Linked DNA regions of Sus scrofa: all the other regions are linked to region 2. A link is a contact called in public HiChIP or PLAC-seq data. All regions are on one chromosome and are shown on one strand. The core of a region is the stretch at or near the end of the contact, and the rest is flanking DNA. Distances in the headings are between cores, read along the strand shown. Region 1 overlaps COL15A1 (collagen alpha-1(XV) chain). Region 2 overlaps TGFBR1 (transforming growth factor beta receptor 1). Region 3 has its middle 53 kb from the start of GALNT12.

Region 1 (4,760 bases), core at 444-2,943, 140 kb after region 2:
ACCAAAGTCTCCAAAGAAATCCCTTCCTAATCCTCCCTGCCCCCGGCCACCCCGGCCTCTGCTGCAAGGGACCAAATCACAGGCCTTGCTCCCACTGGCTGGACCACAGGGGGAGCCAAGCCACAATCTAGAGGAAGCCCAAGTCAGCCTAGCCACGCTCTCAGCAACTACCCCCTCCCTCCACACACACTGTCCCAGCGCATCATATGGTGTGGCAGGGAGCGACCCCTGGCCTGGAGTGACCCATGCTCAGGGCTGCACCGGAGCCTGCTGGCTTATTTCCCCTTGGCCTCTGGCAGGAGGGCCACCTGCTCAGGCGGCCACCAGGGAGGGGAGAGAAGCCAGGGAGCCAAGACAAACAGGCCCAGCAACTTGGTCCCTGGGCTTGTCCTGGGATGGCTCTGTGCTGGGTGGGAAGGGGGGTGTGGAGATCACAGCTGGTGGGAAGACATCCCACCGTTCTGGAGGGGCCAGGGTTGATGGGGAGCTGATCATGGAACTGTCTAGCTTCAGGAACCTCAGGGCCCTCTAAGGGAGAAGGCCACACTTCTCCACAGAAACTACCTACCTCACAGGACATCCGACCTCAATCCTCATCTCTCACTTCATTTATGCATAGGGATAGCTTCCTTTCTAATGGAGGTTCTCTAACTCACTTTTCCAATTCAAGAATTTGATAACATTTATAAAGCCCCCACATCATGCCTTGTGTGCAGCTGGGAATATGGAGCTGAACGTAGAATGCAGGCTTTCAAGGGGTCTCCGTTAGTATGATCTAGGAGTCTCCATTAGTAGTCATCTGTTCATGCTACACACAAGCTCCAGAGCCTTCGATGGCACCCCAGTGCCCTCAGGATCAAGTTGAAATTCCACTCAAGACCCTGTCTGCTTCATCTCGTCATTCTCTCCCTTTCCCTGGCTCTGTCTTTGCTCCTGCTATTCCTTCCATTGGTAACATCCTTCTCTACTTCTCACAGTCGAATCTTTCCAAGCTTACTCAGAAAGACCCTGGAGCCCTACTCCCACTCTATACACAGAGCTGCAGGTATGACCCCCTTCTTCAAATACCCACATCAGGGCTTGGCACAGAGCAGGCACTCGGCACTGCGGCCTGAGGAAAGGACAGAGGTGGATGCAACTGGGCTTCACTTTCCTCAAGTCTTTGATTTGGGCTCTTGAGCACAACTCAGGGGCAGCCCTTCCTGAGGGCACAGGGAGGAGGAATCAGACAGCTTTAGAGATGGGCGAGGCAGAGGAAAATCTGAACAGTCACCAAATGGCACAACTTTCCTCCCAGGGGTCCAAAATCAGTTTCCATAGAAGCCAGGGCAGAATCCTAGCAATGGAGAAATAAACAGGGCAGGGTTCAGAGTTTTCTTCCAGACAGATGACAGCGACCAGGCTAGAGAAGGTAAAGAAGCAGAACCTTGTCCTCTCCTCCTCTCAGCCACAGACTCACAACAGCTGACATCTCTCCTCCCCAGCCAACTCTCAATTTCTCCTTCTGTGTAATGGGCTGGTTCAGCACTTTCATCTTTGGGGTCCTGAGGCAGTGCCTGGGGCTAGCCTGGGCTATGGGACATTGACTCCTTAGGGAACAGTATCTGGCTTTGCAAAGCTCCATCTCACAGATGATTGTCTGGGATCTGAGCCCGGTGCTTGCGTTTGTTAGCATTTAAAGCCCGAAGGGGCTAAGGAGCATTCCTCTGGCTCTAGGTCAAAGAGGGCTGCAAAGAAGCCAGACAGGGAGGCTGAGGACACTCCAGGAACGTGCGCAGCAGCGGCTCCTGGCGGCCACACCGAGTACTGCATCTATGAAAACTAAGGAAGGCTTCTGGGGCTGCAGCTGCCAGGGACCCACCTGTGTGTCTATCTGGGGAAACTGGGAGAATGGGGGTCCTAACAAAAGAATCAGAGTCATGTCTGGAAGGGACCCAAGAGAGTAGATCTGAGGTCACCTGGGAAACTGTAGACAAGCCAGGACAAGGACCCAGGTACCTCCCTCCCATCCTCTGCCCTTTTCCTGCACTGGTTGCTGCCTGGGGGAGTAAAAGGTATCTCCTCCCCACATTCCATTCCTCCTGCATCTATAAAGACAACAGAACACATTAGCCAGTGTGAATGGGGACTCAGTGACACTTCAAAGCTGGTTAATATCCTCTGGGTCAGGGCTGGGGGTCTAGATAACCCCATGTTGCTGCAGCCAGGAGGCTAAATATGTAGGTAAAAAGGGGGTGACTTCCCTGGGGACATCACCTGGGCCCCTCTGTCCTGGATTTCCCTGAATTCAACCCCTGGGGAGAGAGGAGGTTCCCAATAGCTCCTTCGCTGCCTATAGCAGACACTGGGGACCTCAGAGACCCCGTGTCCCTTCCCTCATGGTTTCTCAGCCCATCCTGTCTGGGAGAGGGACATTCTTTCATCTTCTCAGGACTGTTCTTCCCCTTCCCTCTGGACACCCTACAGGGAGGTGGCCTTGAGGACTCTGGGTGTATCTAAATCAGACCTCCCGGCCTGTGGCCTCCCTTCCTCACACCTCCCCAGAGAGGCAGGAAGCTGGGAGTTCACCAAGCCACAAACTCTATGTAGAGAGTGCAGCTCACCATCTGGAAAGGAGTTTCCTCTGCCGCATCCCCCTCCCAGGTCCATCTGGTTTCCGCTTGGGCATCTCCCCTCCCAGGGAACTCATTCCCCCCCCCAGGGCAACCCTGACCACTGCCGGGCAATTCTAAGTGTTCTCCCTCCTGGTGAGCTGAGGCATGTGCCCCTGAGGCCCCCGCCTGCCGGGCTGGACCTAACTCTGCCCTCTGGACCACACACAAGTCGGCCTGGTCTTTCACACCACGGCCCCTCAGATGTTGCACGGATGATGGACGGGGCCCGGCCTGGGAGGCAGACTCTACACCAACACAGCGTATGATCTTGAGCAGGCCCCTCCCTCTGAGCCTCAGGTTCCTGGTCTGTGAAATGAGAGCCTTGCATCAGATGGTTTCCAAAGGGCCTTGCCAGGTCCAAATGTCTCCAATGCTGCATCCTCCTGGTCTCCCATCTGTTTTCTAGTTTCTCTAACCACCCTTAACTGCCGGTTCCTTCAGCCCACAGCCTTCAGGCCTGGAAGGAATGACTCCAACAGGGACCAGGACAAATCTAGCTTCCTCTCCCCCCCACCCCCAGACATCCTTGCCTTTGGATAGCAAGGCCTGGCCGGAGGCGGGAAGCACTGTGCCCAGGAAAATGTCACAGCTCTGCCTGTAAGGAAACATTGCCCCACCCAGGCTGAGTCCCCAGACGCGCCTGGCTCTACCTGACTCCCTTCCCAAGGAAAATGAAAACGCAAGAGAATTCACGTACAGAATTCCTGCTGCAGGGGCTTCATTCACGCACACATTTGCAACCAGCAAAGGTGCAAGAGGTTCTTAGAAAAACCTACCACCCAATGCCTTTCTTAGAAAAAGAACTGTTTCCCTGCCAGGGAAAAAATCCTGGATCAACTTAGAAGGGAGACCTGGGCTTGCCAACAATCAAAGACCTCATTTTTCTGAATTACAGAAGAGCATTTTTCTACATGTAAACTTAGAACGCCTCTTTCCCTTTTCCGGTTTTCATATATAGCGCAGGAATTTTCCTGCTCAATGCAGTTACTGTGTGAGCACCCTCTCTCTCTCTCTCTCTCTTTCGTAGGCCTCTGGCCTTTACTGAAAAAAGGATGGTTTTGAAGGGGTCTGGAGGTGGTCAAAGTCCTGGCAAGGTGTGGGCCCTGCAAGTTGGTTGCCTGATCCGGCAGCTGGAAGGAGCTGGGCGCAACTGGGAAGAGCTGGGCACAGCTGGGAAGAGCTGGGTGCAGCTGGGAGTCCCAGCAGGAAGAAGTGTGCACCCACCAGCACCCTCTCCAGCTTCTGAAGCATCCTTTCACCTGTTCCCTCCACCAGAGCAGAGGCAAAGCAGTGATCATTCTTGCCTTTGGCAGTGGAGGGCATCAAGCCCTAGAGAGAGGAAGTAACTCGCCTGAAATGCCAGTGCATTTCTAGGATAGCCCCCTGCCTCCCAGGCTTCCCCTGCGGCTCTCCCCAGCACAGATGAGCACCTCTGTGTCCCCACAGTCCCTACCCATCCCTCCACCGTCATCTCTGCCTTCTGGTGGTTAGTTCCCTTCCTTCTCCGATATGACTAGATGTAGGCTCCTGGGCATGGACCACGCAGACTCATCTCTCGGTTCCCGGCACCAGCACAGTCTGGGAAGGGTAACCCACGAAAAGATGATGAGAAACAGCAACATCCCCAGCCAAGACTGACTGTGGGCTTGCTGCTGATAGGCTCCATTCAAAGAGCTTTCTGCAAACCATTGCATCTTCACCCTTGATTCTCTATGCAGTAGACATTATTATTACCCCCATTTTACAGGTTAGAAACTTGACTAATGGAAAAGTTAATTACTGCCCCCCAGGCCAGAAGATAATAAGCAACTGGAGTCAGGATTTGAATCTGACCAGGTCACATAGCATAGGATAAAGGTTCCCGCCTGTGACACTTCAGAGTTACCCAGGGAGCCTTTAAAAAGACAGAGGTCTGTCCCTCCTGCCTGGCCCTATGGAATCAGAGTCTTCCAGAGAGTGACGGCCTCTCCTGGTTGGCAGCCTTAGATAAGGGTTAATCCCTTAGGCTTTCATATCAGATCAACCTGGGCTTGAGCCCTGGGTCTGCCACTAACTGGGAGGTGACCTTGGGCAAGCCAATGTCCTTCTCTGAGCTGTAGACTAACC
Region 2 (4,286 bases), core at 126-2,625:
TGGAACCCTACTCAATATTCTAGAATAACTTAAATGGGAAAAGAAGCTGAAAGAGAATGGATGCATGTACATATATAATTGAATCACTGTGCTGTATACCTGAAACTAACACAACATTGTAATCAACTATGCTCCAATAAAATTAAAACAAAACAAAACTGTTACTCTAAGAAGTTCCAAATTCTGTTAAGAAGCATACATATGTAGGAGCCAAATATGATGAAATCTGGACCCAGGTTCTTTCCTAAAACTTTTTAAGTTCCAAGTATATAAACATTATTACATGTAATTTCATTAACATTAAGATAAGCATTTGCTAACCCATTTGAAAAAAGGTACATTGAAATTTTTAAAGGTTATACTTATTCCTTTAAGTCCAAAACCAGACATTCATATACACCCCCCACTGGAGAGCAATATGTGAAAATACTACTACCGCCTCAGTGTAGGTTGGAAATGTCAAGGGTGGATTTATAGTAATGGAGTAAAAGAAATAGATTTGTCAGACATTCTTGTGTAAACCCTAAAAAAAGACCAGTATGTTCTAATTAGAATTAGGTTACTTTCTCATAAGCAAGGTAACAATACATATATGCTCCAACCACACTAGCAACTGGCTACAGAAATGACTGGAGAAACACTAGCTCTATACCCACTTTTATCTATATGATCTTTATAGTTCAACTTGAGGAGTAACCAATGAAGGGAAGTCTTCTAATTATCACCAACACTTTCCCAAACACACACTCACACACACACACACACGTACACCTCTACTAAACTCTCCAACAAGGTTAATGCTCTCCAAAGCATACACTCCTTACCCAGAGTTATTATTTTTTCCTCTCCTTATGAAACTCTAAGATCCTTGAGGGCAGAGACCCATAATAATCATTTCTATAAACTCACATCTACCACTAGGACTGGTACATTCAAATAACGCTGGATGAATGACAGAATTGGCCACTTAGATTTCACTATGATCTCATGAAACTGTGAAGCAGAGATCAAACTTTCCAATTACATGTTGGCAAAGGAAACAGAAGAGTCCAGGTTTGCAGAATGGCCATCTGTGATGAGACCAAGGAGGTCTACCATAACCAGAAAAAGAGTAACTAGACAGGCCAGAAGACGACTAACTCTGAACAGCTAACTTGCAGTGAAGGAAAGGGTTAACTCAGCAGGCCCAAGTTGCTCAAACCCTGCACATTCCAAAGACATACCTAACTTCAGGACTGATCCTTGGCCAGTTCCTGGGAGATGAGCTCTGACTCCTTGAAATATTCTCCTTGATAAGAATGCTACAAAGCCTGTGTGCTGAGCCACCAATAAAAACCCTGCACAACAAGGCTCCAGTAAGCTTCCCTGGTTGTCAGCACTTCTCACATGCTACACTTCATTGCTAAGCTATGGAGTGCAGCTGTGCTACTGCACTGGGGGAGGACATCTGGAAGCTTGAACTTGGTTTCTCTTCAACTTTGCCCCATATGCTTTCCCTTTTCCTTTTGATGATTTTAATATGTATCTTTCTCTGGTAATAAATAAAAACCATGAGTATAAAAGTCTTCCTGGGTTCTGTGAGTCCTTCTTGCAAAACATCAAGCCTGAGGATAGTCTCGGGGAACCCCCAATTCACTTGCTAAACCCAACTCAGGAATGTCAGTAACTCCTCAAGCAGCTTAGCCGCTGGCTTAATTAGCACACTTGGTCTATTATCTTTACAGACCAGCAAAGTTTTACTTTAGTCATTTTTTTTCCTTTCTCCATAAATAGTTCAGCTCTTTGAATTAAATCCTCCCAAGCATGAAGGAAATATAAGTATCAAGAAAAATGTAAGAAAGAAAAATAATAAAATATAAGCATCAAGAAAAATAAAAGAAAGATACAATTGTAATCTATTATTTAGAGACTGTTAAAAGAGACATAGTTTATTCAGAGTGAGGTTTGGTGGTGATTATATGTTCCCTGGCTGTAATTTCCTAAGGAGGAGTTCTGAACCAGGAATCCATGGGCTGGCTTCAGCGATACATGAATCCCATGAAACTATACACCAAATGTTGTATGTATTTGCATTTTCAAAGTTTATAGCTCTAAAGAGAATCACAACATGGTCTGTCACTGAAAAAAAAAAAAAAAACCATCACCACAGAAGACTGTCATCATTCACTCCTGAATCCTCTTTACTCATTAGTCATCAACCAATGTTTTCTACGCACTAGTTTTATCAGTTACTCTACCAAAAGCTTAGTATACAAAGATTAATAACTCATGGTCATGGCCCTTGAAGAGCTCCAATGAACAGTGAAGGAGAACATTACAATACAGTGTGGTAATTACTACATATAAAAATACTGCCATGAATATTCTCCCTGTTCTAAGATCTCCATGGTTCCCTTAGGATATATGATATAAGAGCTAAACACTGGGTCTAATGATTAAAACTTTTACTTTTGGGTTCCAAACCTACCACTCACATTACAAGTGCCATCCAGGATCACAACCTTCTCATCATTACGAAAATTACGTCTTTCATGACCTAGGTCTTTACATTGCTACTTCTCTGCCTACTTTAAACCCACTCTCTCATCCTTTAAGATCCTATTCAAACAAGATATTTTCCATGATGCGCTCCTCTCCGCTACCCATAAGACAGCTGAGCAACTGCTTCCAATTTTTTCCCAGAGTCCTCTCTGCATACCTTTAGGTTAGCACAAATTGATCTATTTATAGTTTGCTGTTAAAGTGTCTCTCATTACATTAGGGAAATCCAAGGGTTTTTTGTTTTGTTTTCCCATTTTTGAATCCTAGAGTCCTAGGTAGTGATCAGAAAATATTTGCCAAAGCAGTGTTTCCCAAACAGGAATATGTTGGGAGACAGGGAGTCTAAAATTGCATACGATTTTTTTTTTAATATTTAAAAATAATCTAAGATTGGAGTCCCTGCTGTGGCTCAGTGGGTTAAGAACCCAACATAAAGTCTGTGAGGATGTCTGCGAGTCCCTGGTCTCGCTCAGTGGATTAAGGATCTGGTGTTGCCACAAGCTGCAGGCCACAGATGCAGCTTGGATCTGGCATGGCTGTGGCTGTGGAGTAGGCCAGCAGCCGAAGCTCCAATCGAACCCCTAGCTCTGGAAGTTCCTTCCATATGCCACAGGTGGGGCCAGAAAAAGAAAAAAAAAAAAAATCTAAGATAAACAGCAAACATTCCTGGGAGTTCCTGTCGTGGCTCAGTGGTTAATGAATCCGACTAGGAACCATGAGGTTGCGGGTTCAGTCCCTGGCCTTGCTCAGTGGGTTAAGGATCCAGGGTTGCTGCGAGCTGTGGTGTAGGTCGCACTCCAATCCCTTGTTGCTGTGGCTCTGGCATAGGCCGATGGCTATAGCTCTGATTAGACCCCTAGCCTAGGAACCTCAATATACCGTGAGAGCGACCCTAGAAAAGGCAAAAAGACAAAAAATTAAAAAATTAAAAAAAATTAAAAACAGTCAACATTCTGGATCATGGGTAACTGCTATCTAAACAAGCAGAACCAGAAACACTGCTGCTTCTTCAGTTGGGTTAAGATCTCCTTTAGGCCAAATGTTCTCCTGGCACAATCTACAAACAAGAGTTTCATAGTAACTATAACTGAAAGAGTGAAATCTACAGGAAACTTGAATTATCAAAGCATATGGTGATATAGCATGGTATTTTCAAGGTATTTTCAAAAACCAATAGTCCAATAATAGCCAATACCATGTATGTGCTCCAAGTATTACATGGGTCCTTATCTCTGCAGTGCAATCTGCAAAAGTTCATTAGCAGTAAATGTGGTTTTTAACTATGCGACATTTTCCATTCTCGCTTCTAGCATTGTTTTAAAAAGCCATTTGACAAAGATTTCAATGTCATAATGTTAATTTCACTGGCAAGTGAATATGACAGTTGACATCTCATTAAAAGTGGTATTTGAGGAGTTCCTGTCGTGGCTCAGTGGTTAATGAATCCGACTAGGAACTATGAGGTTGCGGGTTCGATCCCTGGCCTTCCTCAGTGGGTTAAGGATCTGGCCTTGCTATGAGTGAGCTGTGGTGAAGGTCGCAGACGCGGCTCGGATTCCATATTGCTGTGGCTCTGGTGAAGGCCAGCAGCTACTGCTCTGATTAGACCCCTAGCCTGGGAACCTCCATGCACCACAGGAGCAGCCCTAGAAATGGCAAAAAGACAAAAAAAAAAAAAAAAAAAAAAAAAAATGGTATTTGAGGAATTCTTGCTAGCAAGTGTTTGGTTAGGTATGAGGTCTGAT
Region 3 (4,662 bases), core at 2,051-4,550, 240 kb after region 2:
GACCATGTTCATTTGCAAAAGCTCATATTGAGCTAATTTCAGCCAAATATAAGGAATTATAATCATAAAAAAAAAAAGACTAGAAGGAAATACTTTCAAATGGTGCTCTTTGGGTTGTGAGAACTTAAGCAATTTCTTTACGTCCTTGTGTAGTTTCCAGATTTTCAGCTAAGCATATATTTTTTAAAATAATCTTGAAAAAACTAAAATATTAAACAAAAGAAAAGATGATGCATGTCAGGAATGCTGTAGTAGGAGTGGGAGACTGGACTTGGTCTGAGATTCTGCTAAACACGAATCTCATTTTCAAGCTTCACAAAACTGAAATCCCTTCCCAGTAGAAGGGCTGCCCTCACCTCAGAGGACAGAGGACAGGCACCTGACAAAGCAGCACTGAGTCCAGCTCCAGAAGCACCGGGACCAACTGCCCCAAAAGAAGGTGTCGCCCAGGGTCCTGAAGCCCATGAAGTGGGGGAGGGAGCTCCCCCCACCCCCCCAGCAGTAGGGTCAGCCCAGTCTCCTCTCTGGGGACATCATTATCAGAGTGTGGCAGAGTAATGCCTTCTCCCAACTTTTAATTAGGAAACCAGCCTTGAGCTGGATTCTAAGCGGCAGGAGGGAGAGGCAGGGGCAGGTGATGAGACAGACACTGGAACCCGCAGCAGCAGTTGTGGGTTCTTCCCCCAGCCTGGTCTCCCCTCGCTGTGTGATGCTGGGTACAGCCCTTCTCTCTCTGGGCCTCAGGGTCCCCATCCGTAGTTTCAAGAGGTTGAAGAGAATGAGTTCTAAGCTGTTCTCCAATTCGGAATCAGCAGCTGAGGCCACAGGCCCTTGGCCATACTTTAAGTTTCCATGGCCCAAAGGACCACAGAAGTCTTTCAAACCCATTGTTACACCCCTGCCTTTAATGAAGCCACATCTGGAGTGTATCTCCTCTGATCCCTGTTGTGTATAGTTTCTCACAGCTGGATCTCCATAAATCAATTTGTTTTGCAGACAAGTTCCCAGAACTATCCAGAATCCTACCCAGAAGAGTCAGTTTTATTTCCCTTCAGTTTCTGATTCCCTCCAGTTTCTGAGCCCAGTCCACCTGGGGACAAGCTCCCAGAGTCTTCAGAATCCCATGGCCAACCACAGTGTTGCAGAGTGGCTAAGGCTCACACTCCCGGCCTCTACTTGCAGGCACAGAGGGTGAACCGACCTGGACCCTCTTACTGGGCCCTCTCAAGAGCAGTGTCCCCACTCCAGGGTGAAAAGACTGGATGAAAGTAACCCCGGATACTCCCTGCAGCTCTTGGGTTCAAAGTTTTCCTGCAGATGAACTAGTTATGAGCAGCAAAGGGGTGAAGATTAATTTCCCTGCAGATGGAAAGGGAAGGAGAACTGGGAACTAGCAGGGGCGCTTGCTCGTTAGTTCTGCCACAAAGCACCAAACAGGACAGAATCCAGGGCTTCTATGAAGAGCAAACATTCTACCGGCAGGGGTTGGATATGTGCTGTTTCTGACAGCTGCTCTGGTCCTCAAGGTATTTCTGAGATCTGGCAATGAGGACTCTTTGGTCAGGAAAAGGTCCCTGAGCCCCTACTCTGTTGAGTGCTCTGAGCCCACCTCATCTCATTCAATCCTCATAATCCCTGAGACTCAGGTCCTGGCACAGCCTCTATTTTACACTGAGGAATTGTGGCTCAGAGGTTAAGTAACTTGCCCAAAGTCACAAAACTGGCAAGCTCACCAACCGAATTTATAACCAAGTCTGTCTTTCTGCATATCCCAACCTCTTTTAAAGCTACTCTGCCAAATAAAGCCAAACCCCTGATTGTTTTCCTACCAACAAGAATCTGGGCTCAGACTCCATTTGGGAGAATTTTTAAAGATAATTTTCAACACATATACTTAGCTTAAGTACATGTACTTAGCTTAAAAGGCCTAAGAGCACTCAAGGTTTCTAATAAAACTGGCAGTCCCCTGTCCCACCCTCCCCCCACCACACGCAGATCTGGCTCTGCAGAGAGCCCCTCCTGTCCACATTTCCAGCGATTTCTTCCAGTATTTGCCTCCAAATTTCAAAGAACGCATTGGCCCTGCTTGCTCATGATTTCTCAGTTTGAGACCACTATTACTGACTTTCTATTATGGAAAATGAAGGATCTCTGACACCATTTTTCTCCCTCTTGCTGTCTCTCTCTCTCTCTCTCTCTCTCTCTCTCTCTCTCTCTCTCTCTCTCTCTCTCTCCCTCTCTCACACTCACACACACACACACACACACACACACACACACACACTCCCCCCGCCCCACCTATTTGTGTCTCATTGCCCTCAGAGCATCTGGGGGAGCCTGAGCTAGACCAGACTTCTCTGCAGGGAAGGGGGATGGAGTTTTGACCTTTGGTTAAATGCAGCAGAGTTAATGCAAACATCTATCGTTACTCTCTCCCAGAACTCCAATGCAAAGCACCTCCCATAACGACGGTTTGAAGAGAGACACACATCCTCTCTCCTTGAATCTCTGAGGGGCAGAGGACAAACACACTGGGTGGCCTCCAAGCGGGGGTCCAGAGCAGTAAGGAAGTACAGGGAGACAGATTACAGCTTCATGAGAAGCCATCCAAGAATACAATGGACAGCCTGTGAAGGGGGAAGAGGTCCCCACAGGCAGTGCACAAGCTAGGGTCAGCTGGCCACTGCTGGGGACAAGGGGGGATTTCTGCTTAGGGGGGAGCCGGACACGTGACTTCTAAAGTCCCTACAAATTCCCTAACCCAGTAACTTGCTTCCTTTTATAACAGTTGGCAGTCAGAATCCAGTGGTGCTTTGCAATCACTCTTGAGTTAATAACCAGAGCTGCCCGGGAGACACACCCATTTGGCAATTTCTTTTTAGGACACTGAATTAACCATCTGAACAGCGATGAGCCATCGGTTCCCCTGACCTCTGCCTCATAAAAGAAGGTTCAAGATGATTCACAGAGCAATCATGACATGTCTGATGGGACAGAACCCTCAGTCCCACGGGTTTTAAGCCCTCTGAAGACAGGGAGGTGCTAGATGGGGCAACCGCAGTGGATCTGGCCGTGAACTTGGGCCTCCCTGGCTTTGCAGCAAGAGTCTCAAAGGAGAAACAGAAGAAACGCTCCCAAAACTTGCCTTCCCAGGCTTTTGTTTTAAGAGAAAGCGCACAGAGTGGGAAGGTGGGCAAAATGGAGCCCTAACTGGACACCTGCACCTGGAGGAGCAGGTCTGCATCCCAGTGGTTCAGCACTGGTTCTGCCCCCGACCTGGCATTTTGAAGGGAACACGCTGCCCAGAGATGTGCCTCTGCCATGACCCCTGTACTCTCCAAGCAGAACAGATTCTCGTTAATTCCTCTGCCACGACTGGCAATGTGGTATAACTGGACTAAGAATGAGGGGAGGGCCGTGGTCAGGGTGTATGAGCTGCCTGACCTGGGCAAGCTGCTTCCCCTCCCCTCCAGGATGCACCAGGTCACAGCAGTTACAACTGAGCTCTGGAGCAAGACTGTCTGGATTTAAATTCTAGCACTTTCACTGATTGGCTGTGTGACCTTAGACAAGTTCCCCACCTTCTCTGAGCCTTAGTGTCCTCACCTTTAAATTGAGGGTAGGGGGAGATGGGGGAGGGGAGGGTAGGACCAACACCTAACTCACTGGGTATTTTCAGAATTAAGTTAGCTCATGTACATGAAGTGTTTAGAGGAGGACCCAACTCATGGTATTATTATCATCATCATTAATAGCTGCTGATAATACAAAGGAGACAGCAATCCTCAGTCAACCCTATAGCAGCCAACAAAATAATACTCTTGAAAACAAAACTCTGAAGCTGTGTGTAAGTGTGAGAAACGTGGTGTGTGGTGCATTAAATCTCATAAACATTAGGAGACTAAGAGGCCAGAATTTCCAACGCCACTTGCAAAATAAACATTGAGGCTCTGATACAACGAACCATGTGGCAAAGTCTTTGGAACTTTTTATCAAGATACGAAACCTTTTATACTTTATAACTTAATGCAATACAGCAAAGCCAATATCTGAAGTAGGATTTTTTTAAAAAAAAAAAAAAAAGAGTACCGATGTAACACTTTAAGAAAAACATACCCAGGCCAAGTTTAGAACACTGATTACTACACAGAATGACAGGTATTGACAAAGAAAATGTGGTCCTTAACTTGCTGTGTGATCTTAGGCAAACCCTTTCACTCATGGGCCTCATTCCCCATCAGCTACCCTGGGCACCGAATGATTTCTGGGTGCCTTCCAGATCTGCAGCCCACAGATGTGAGGTTTGGAGGATTTTTTTTTTTAGACCAATAGACTTGGCCTCAATGAAAGCACTGTGGTATTTTCTGAGCTGACAACACCACCTAGTGTGTGTGTGAGTAGGCACCAGTGACCAGCCAACCAAGACCTGCCTTCTTATTCTCACTCAAATAAACTTCTACTCAAAATCTTGTCCACAGACCAGCAGTGCTGGCACCATCTAGGTGCTTTCGAGAAAGGCAGAATCTCAAGGCCCATCCCAAACCTAAAGGATGGAACTTGAATCTTCCTTTTAACAAGACGCCAGCTGATTCCCATGTAAAAAAAATTGTAAAAAGTATTGTTTTAGTAGGAGGAGAAAAGGGAAGCTAGATAGTGCAAGAA

The links. HiChIP or PLAC-seq counts read pairs in DNA pulled down with a chosen protein or histone mark.
Region 1: an H3K27ac HiChIP or PLAC-seq map of alveolar macrophages shows a contact between it and region 2. The contact joins two enhancer-like sites. A contact is called at or near these places in 5 of 47 Hi-C or Micro-C datasets (alveolar macrophages, blood, liver and 1 more) and 1 of 2 datasets of contacts at active chromatin or transcription factors (alveolar macrophages).
Region 3: a contact with region 2 is called in an H3K27ac HiChIP or PLAC-seq map of alveolar macrophages. The contact joins two enhancer-like sites. A contact is called at or near these places in 4 of 47 Hi-C or Micro-C datasets (alveolar macrophages, epiblast stem cells, fetal heart ventricle and 1 more) and 1 of 2 datasets of contacts at active chromatin or transcription factors (alveolar macrophages).

Annotation. Positions count from the first base shown.
Region 1 is chr1:240,743,229-240,747,988 of Sscrofa11.1, reverse strand. The region is part of intron 2 of COL15A1 (collagen alpha-1(XV) chain); the gene reads right to left. Among named protein-coding and RNA genes, the nearest start is that of COL15A1, 27 kb to the right of the region's middle. Within about 2 kb of position 1,693, at least 33 of the 83 cell types and tissues checked have an H3K27ac peak or open chromatin away from gene starts, as enhancers often do. A contact at or near this core is called in alveolar macrophages, where this site is marked.
Region 2 is chr1:240,884,715-240,889,000 of Sscrofa11.1, reverse strand. All of the region lies in intron 2 of TGFBR1 (transforming growth factor beta receptor 1), which reads right to left. Among named protein-coding and RNA genes, the nearest start is that of TGFBR1, 27 kb to the right of the region's middle. Within about 2 kb of position 1,375, at least 2 of the 83 cell types and tissues checked have an H3K27ac peak or open chromatin away from gene starts, as enhancers often do. A contact at or near this core is called in alveolar macrophages, where this site is marked.
Region 3 is chr1:240,646,114-240,650,775 of Sscrofa11.1, reverse strand. No RefSeq gene overlaps it. Among named protein-coding and RNA genes, the nearest start is that of GALNT12, 53 kb to the right of the region's middle. Within about 2 kb of position 3,300, at least 20 of the 83 cell types and tissues checked have an H3K27ac peak or open chromatin away from gene starts, as enhancers often do. A contact at or near this core is called in alveolar macrophages, where this site is marked.